Regions from separate parts of the Columba livia genome. Here region 1 is linked to region 2. Evidence: chromatin contacts called from public Hi-C data. All regions are on one chromosome and are shown on one strand. Each heading gives the region's core, a stretch centred on a gene start, on an enhancer-like site or on the middle of the called end of the contact. The rest is flanking DNA. Distances are from core to core; before and after follow the strand shown. Region 1 overlaps JMJD1C (jumonji domain containing 1C). Region 2 overlaps JMJD1C (jumonji domain containing 1C).

Region 1 (3,482 bases), core at 867-3,366, 56 kb after region 2:
GACAGCCTGCATACCATAATAAATATCAATTTACAATGTTTTTGCCATTAAAACACAGAGAAACTGACAATAGGTAAGAAAAACACCTTCAAAAACCTATTAACCTTTGTAATACATTTCTGAGTGGCTGATACTCATTGAGTAACTTATTCCTCTCCCATCCAAATAATGGTCCTCCCTCTGTCAAACTGAGGATGAACAATCGGCTTAAACATTATGTTCAGCATCACAGGAGCATGATGGGCTTTGTGGTAACATTCAGGCTCTTAGAAGTTCCAGTGAATCCTCCTCCCAGGGATGTAATTCATTCCTGTGACGTGCCAGAGCACAGCACAGCGGGGATTGCACCACCAGCCCCAGCAGGATGTTGGGAGGAGTCAGCTCCCATCCTGGCATACCTGAGAGCATCACAGAAGAGTCACCTGTGACTCATAGCAAGCGAGTGTCCCTGCCAGCCTCCCCAGCTGGGTAGGGACGGGGCTACAGGTAGGACGGTTGTTCCAGCAGCCACAACCCACTCCCTTTCACTGAAGGCCATCCGGCAGCTTCATTACCCACCCCAAGGCAAAGCTGCAGCAAAGGCACCCGAGCAGACGGGGACTGCACCCTTGGCAGGTGATTGAACACAAGCTGTCTCCTGTAAATATGCGCTCCATCACCTTAGTGATGCATTTTCTGGAGGCAGCTGTGTACTGTGTGCCCTGAGAACTGCTGGGAGTGACCACATACATGGTGTTGAGCTTCAAAAAGGGAGCTGTGGAGAGCAACTGAACAACTGAAACACCCCGTGCCCTGAGCACGACAAAGCCTACTTAGAGGAGATATTTGTTAACAATCCTGTACTCAACAGAAAATGCAAACCTCTCATTTCACTGTCCCAGGACTGATCTGGATGGAAAGCAAAGCCTCTTATAGCTCCTATAGGCATGCATCATACACCCAAGGCAGGTACCAGCGCTACAAAAACACAGCACAGGCACAGGGACCAAGGGTCCAGAACACTGAATGAACCCCAAATGGTTCTCAGGGACTGTAAAGGCAATAATAGAGAAGGAACAAATGGCACAGTGGCATGTGTCTACACTTGGAATGTCTGCTTTTTGTGTGTGTGTCTAGACTGCTATGGTTTTGAGTTTCTCTGCAAAACCAAGGTTACTGAAGCTGAATTCTCAGCGGACTGTGGAACCAGAGTTCCCACAAGGGGGGCACTTAGAGAAGGGAGACTGGAAGTTGGTGAGAAACCTTTAAGGAGAAGAGGTTTTAAAAAACACTGAGTTTAAAACAAAGCTTTGTCACTCAGGAGGTGGCAGACGATGCAGTGTCTGTACTGGAAGCCCTGTACCTGACCTCAAAAAGCATGTTCTACACACTGCCCTGGCAAACAGCACTATGGGCACAGGATTCAAAAGTGTGGTCCAGAGGACCTTTTATCTGTTAAGGCCACAGGAAGAAACTCATTACAAGATTGTTATATACACCTGTGAATTTCCTCAGAAATCTGGTTAACTTCTTCTAAAACCACTTAAGAAGAGGCTGTGCGGCTCACTGCTCCGTTCCTAAAGGGTTAGGAAAGCCTGGGAATGAAAAGCTTTCTCTATATTATACAGATAACATCTCAAATCTGGCTGAGATGACCTCCCTACAGTCAGTCTTGTGAAATGGATCCTTGCGCAACACCTAGCAAAATGAGGAAGACAACTGGGGACGAAGAGGAGAACAGAGCTGAACAGTGTATCCTTTCAGCAGTATACACAGCTGAAGTGAGGCATTTGTAGACATTACAGATAAGGGAAGAGTGATTCCTCAATCCTAGATTATATTGTGAATAACCTGTGAAACAATAACATTGCTCTGTCTGTGACCATCACCCCAGTTCCTTAGTCTTTCATACGCAGAAGCAGCATGGGTGTTTCCTGCTTTCGGTTTTTCTTCCGAGAGCTCTGATGAAAGCTGTACAATACATCACTGGTAATCTGGGACTCTACACAAACACACAAACTCCTTTCAGTAGCCACTCTGCTATTCAACACCCCATCTAGAATCATGGCAAGGGATTCTCTCCCATTCTTTCCTCCAAGAATGGCAAAAACAACAGCATGAAAACAGCACAAAGGAGCAAAACGAGAAACGCACTGGATTCCATCCTATTCTGATCTGCAATCTTCTCTGGCAGCAGCGATCCTCCTTCCAAAGGTAAAATGGAGACAACAGTTACCAACTGATACTCTGTGATTCTGTTTATCTCAGCAAGCAGGATGTGTGTGCTCTAGTGAAAGAGCAGAATCATTTGAACCACCTTCGGTCTCTCCTGGCAGAGAACAAGGAGAACAAAGACTCCCCCTTTTGACACCAGTGAGCTCCTGCAACAGTTCTGTGAATCTGGAAGGTGACGGATGACCTTATATTCTGGCAGTCGCTTGCCTGAAAAAGCTGTATTTTACTGTATACTTCACCCTGGCTACAGGTAGGGAAAGCGCGAACCAGCAACTGCTGGAGACTGAGTCTTACGTGCTAACAAATTCAATCCAGACAAACAAAAGCTGATATTGAAACAGGAGAAAAACAATCAAAACAACCAGAAGAAATGGTAAACAGCACAACTACACTGTAATGTTCACATTCTTCCCCCAGTTTCCCTCACACCCAAGTGTTTTTGTTATTTGCTGATGAATTCCCAATTCCCATTCTTCCCTGCCAGCAGCCTCCATCCCAACACAAGTCCCTCAGTCAGCTCCAGAAGAACCAACATTGCCTGTACTGTTATCAAACAGCAGCAGAGAATGAAACCAGGCACCAGTCATAGCTTGGAACCAAATATGAGCCGTTCAAGTAGACAACTCTACCATTTTCACACCTATCCTGTTACTGATGGTATCTGCTTTCAAACAGCAAGATACAACCTCCTGTCTCAGAACAAGCAGCACATCCTGGAGGCAAAGGAAGAAGTGACTGAATCCTCCTTTCTCAGCTGAGCAGCAATCCCAGCAGACAAAAGAGGAATTGTAGAATAATGTGCAGCCAAATCTCTGCAGGACTGCTGAAATCTTATCAGAACTGGAAATCAGATAAAAGAAAGAGGGGAGAAAAAAGTCGTCTTTACTGTTTCTATGCCTAGTGATCATAAGAAATCACAACTGAACTCACCTCCTGCTGCAAAACTACTCAAGAAAATGATGTCTCAGTAATAAAATTGTATTTCCAGCTTTCATGGTTACAAGCTGAGGCTAGAGCTACTCACAGGTTTGCGTGAGTGTGGAGAAATGACTGAGATCTCTAAAGTGCCCCGTTAATCTCAAAGCAAATCACTACTGAGCTCATGCCCACATGGTGGAAACGATAGCGCTTCTCCACATACAGCATAAAGATGAAATTTTTGGTAACCAACTTCATCAGTCGGTTGCAGTCAGGAACTCCCCCCTCTACACTCTCCCCACTCTACAACTGCTCCCCCTTTCAAGCTCATCCCCCAGAGGGTCACTAAC
Region 2 (3,803 bases), core at 979-3,478:
GTCCAAAGCAAAGTCATGCTGTCCTTTCAGCGCGGCAACAGACTTGCCCTGCTAGAACTCAACAACTCGGTGTATTTCAGAGCACCACAAAAAGAGGTTAAAAACTCCCGACACGCAGTTTACTTGAAGCCTGTTCTCTGAGTAGGACACGTGGAACTCACCTGGTCATTCATAACCACCATAGTGCGGGTGAAGAGATCATGATGGGTTATGATACCAGTAAACCACTGGGTGGCAGAATCCTGTCTGTACACTCTCACCCTGTAACCATTTAGCGAGTACGGACCTTTGGAGGGGAAGAAACAAAAAAGCCATTCAGGAATTCAGAAAAAAGGAAGCATAAATGGGTTTTCCTGGTTTCTTGAGCTTCAGAGCAAACATAGAGTGTACAGGGCATGGACAGCAAACTACAGGCAATTCGGGTGCAGCACTGCCTGTGGATTCTACTTTTATTCAGGAAGACATTTTGAAATGCAAATGGTACATTTAAGCATGCTTTAAGGTCAATTATGCTAACATTTTCAACATGCAATTTTCTTATCTAACTAAATCTTTCTGCAACCATGATGACAAATGATGGGAAAATTCCTGCCTACAAACAGCAACCATAGAAAAGTAATCTGTAAGGCTAGAAAGCGGCAGCAGCAGGTTATACAGAAGCTATTTAACAGGCTAGTCACATGCCCAGAGGCTCTGCTGGTGAAAAGATTTACATCTTGGTGGTTGGGCTCTGCATCTGCCAAGCCTTTCCCATAAGTGACCACAGAGCTTCCCTGCAAAGGCAGCCGAGCGATCCCGTCCCTGCTGTGGCCACACACAACACTCAAAAACACACAGCCTATGGAGACTTTAGCTCCTTTTTCCGATAGAAACCCTGCACACTGTCCCTTTGCAAAAACCACTTTAATTCACCTCCAAAAGCCCACGGTGAGACAGTATGATACAGTATATATTTTATAGCTTGTTTCAAGACACGGAAGTTGAGATCCAACAATTTTATTCACATTCCATGTTTCAGTTGATCACTGGGGCCATAAGCTTCATCACCCTTCAGTATCCATAAGGCGTTCTGTATGATCAAGCAACGCTGCCACCAAGTGCAGTTGCAACCATGTGGGTTTCACGACTTCCACAACCAAACCCCACAACAGCCTCACAGGAACGGAAGCAAAATGAGTCAGTGACAACCTACAAAAAGCCTAACTTAAAAGGTTTAGGAGTGCCTTGTTGCTCAACCACGCTGGCAAGGCCAGAATTCCCCTGTCTTTCCTGAATATCCTTCTTTTCCAATCCCCACCCAGAACATTAAATAATCTCAAATATCTGCAGCAAACAGGGCAGGGATGTCACAGGTGACAGCTTTCTCTAGCAAAATATCCACATTCACACTACTGGGTCCATTATACTCTCTGCACAAGAAGCTGTGTGATCATAAGGACTGTTTTTAACGTCAGCTCTTGAGAGATCAAGAGAAGTAAAGAAGCAATAATAATCTAAATGTTTCCAAGCAATCTTTACGTTTAACTTTGGAACCTTAGCAAGACTTTTTGAAATACCTTTTGTATGTGATTATCTATGTTTTAAAACAGCTGGGAAAAAGAAACACCATGCAATGGCACCCTTCTTTCACTCACATCCATATCATTCACTGCTCAACTGAACCCCGAGGCCACCTGAACCCCCTGAGCTATGGCATTAACACCCCCGGAGCGCGTTTCCAGCGGCACAGACGAGGGTCGGAAGCGCCAGCACAGGCACTGCTGATCACTGAGACGCACGGCAGAAAAAGAGGAGGAATCTACAAGCTCATGTCTCATATTCCTGGTCTTGGACTAGACGTTGTTCCCGCGGGGACACATTTCCTGATGGCTTCTCTCCAACCCTTACTCCATATGCCCCTGCAAAGCGCCTCCAGCTCAGCTCCCACACTTCTGGCTGTCTGACCCAACCCAACACGTCTCAAACTTTTCACGGCTGCCCCAAAGCTCTGCCTTGTTCAGACAGTCTCAGTAAAATTTTGCTTGTGTCTCTTCTTGCAGATTTCCCATTACTGCTTTCCTGTTCCAGCTCCCCCTCTCTTGCATCCTACTGTTAACTGCACAATGATTTTTTCAGTCTCTTGCATAACCAGAACCAGCCTCTCCCCAGCTCCTTGTCTCATTTTAGTATTTACGATTCCAGGCCACTGCCTTCCAAATCCTTTCCCAGTCTTCTCAGTTTACAAGCTCCATCCTCCCTTCTCCATCAGATTCCAGCTTCTCTTACACTCTTCTGCACTGACCCAGTGCCAATTTCTTTCCTCTTACTCCTTGTTCTAATGTGTTATCCTATCTATTTTTGAAAGATACTTTATCTATTATACCTTCATGGACGGTGTTGTGGGTTTGTTGTTTTTGTGGGTGTGTGGTTTTGACTGATTTTTTTTTTCTTTTCTTAAGTGCTGCTGGGGTGTCAGGAAGAAGAAGAAAGATTAAACTGTGGTCATGCGACACAAGACAGCTCAGCTCCAGCCCAGCCCAGCCACAAGCAGCCATTACAGGAAAAGCCTGGCTTTGTCTCAGCCCCTGGCTGAATCATGCTCAGCTACACATTGTTGAAACAGCCTGTGCAGCACTATCAGGAAATATCTTCAGGGCTGAAGCACACTCTGTTTCAAGAGCATTATTGTAACACGGCAGCCTCAGAGATTGTAGTGATAATGAATCTAATAAGAAGAAAAAAAAGTCAAAGACTTTAACTGTTAAAAATCAAAGACACCTTACTATGTTCCTTGAACTGGTTTTATTTGTCCCAAAAGCCTTCAACATAGCCAAGTTTGGGAGGAGTCTGGTTTTTTTTAAAACAAGGAATAAACTACTTTCCTGACAAACCTACAATTTTTCCTGCAAAGCACACTGCTGTGACTGCCGCCCAGGGAAAAGGTGACATGGGCCAATTGTTTTTCTTTAGTCTCATTCTTGTAAACAATTGGACCAGTTTTGACTCAAGTTTTCCCTCCTCAAATTGGCTTTCTGTTTTTCAGACATCTGGAACACTATTTGAATGGTTTCTTCCAGCCCTCCTTTTTCTTCAGATAAACTGCTTTAACTGCGATACAGCAGAAAATACGACATGAGATGAAGGCTTCAGCATCGCAGACAAGGAAAAGGCTGGATCCTAACAATGCTGTAAAGGATGAAGTAAAAGAATATGGTAACAACCATAATAGATGTGTCTAGACAAGGTAGAACTGAAAATGTTGCTTAAATTGCAGGGAACAGGAAAATGGTCATAAACAGAGAAGGTGAAGAAAGCCAGAGAAGGAGGGGCAAGGGGGGGAAAGAAGGATAACAGGACCAGATTACAGCAGCCAGCACTGCCAGAGGGTGCCTGTGAGCCAGTGGATGGGCCGCGCCAAACACGGTGTCTCTGTGACCAGGAGCAGATGAAGCTCCAGGAGGACGTGACAGCAGCCTGTGCCAGCTGACCCCGTCCCACAGGGCTGCGGTGGCCGCGGCACCACGCAGGCTCTCACGGGGGACAGGACGGCACGTCCCTGCCCGAGGACACGCGTCTCTCCTTGGACCGGTGAGCCAGCGCATTTGAACTGCAGCTTCTCCTTAGACGCGGAGAGCTGGTCTGCAAGGACCTGTGGATTGGGTTGATCTCATCATGTAAACTACTCCAAATGTGTGCATTACTAAGCATTCAAACATCTGTTTGAAAAACTACATGAAATTATACACATAAAAACAAAAATACAGTTCCTGGAATGATGGGATGTAAATTAGTGGTGTGGACAATGGGCTGGCAGTCTTGTTTAG

Evidence for each region. Hi-C and Micro-C count contacts between places; a contact is called where the count stands out from the background.
Region 1: a Hi-C map of liver shows a contact between it and region 2, with 4 times the contacts expected there. The contact joins two enhancer-like sites. A contact is called at or near these places in 2 of 2 Hi-C or Micro-C datasets (crop and liver).

Annotation. Positions count from the first base shown.
Region 1 is chr6:33,027,350-33,030,831 of bColLiv1.pat.W.v2, forward strand. The region is part of intron 2 of JMJD1C (jumonji domain containing 1C); the gene reads right to left. Among named protein-coding and RNA genes, the nearest start is that of JMJD1C, 69 kb to the right of the region's middle. Within about 2 kb of position 2,117, at least 1 of the 3 cell types and tissues checked has an H3K27ac peak away from gene starts, as active enhancers do.
Region 2 is chr6:32,970,868-32,974,670 of bColLiv1.pat.W.v2, forward strand. The region is part of intron 3 of JMJD1C (jumonji domain containing 1C); the gene reads right to left. Among named protein-coding and RNA genes, the nearest start is that of NRBF2, 59 kb to the left of the region's middle. Within about 2 kb of position 2,229, at least 3 of the 3 cell types and tissues checked have an H3K27ac peak away from gene starts, as active enhancers do.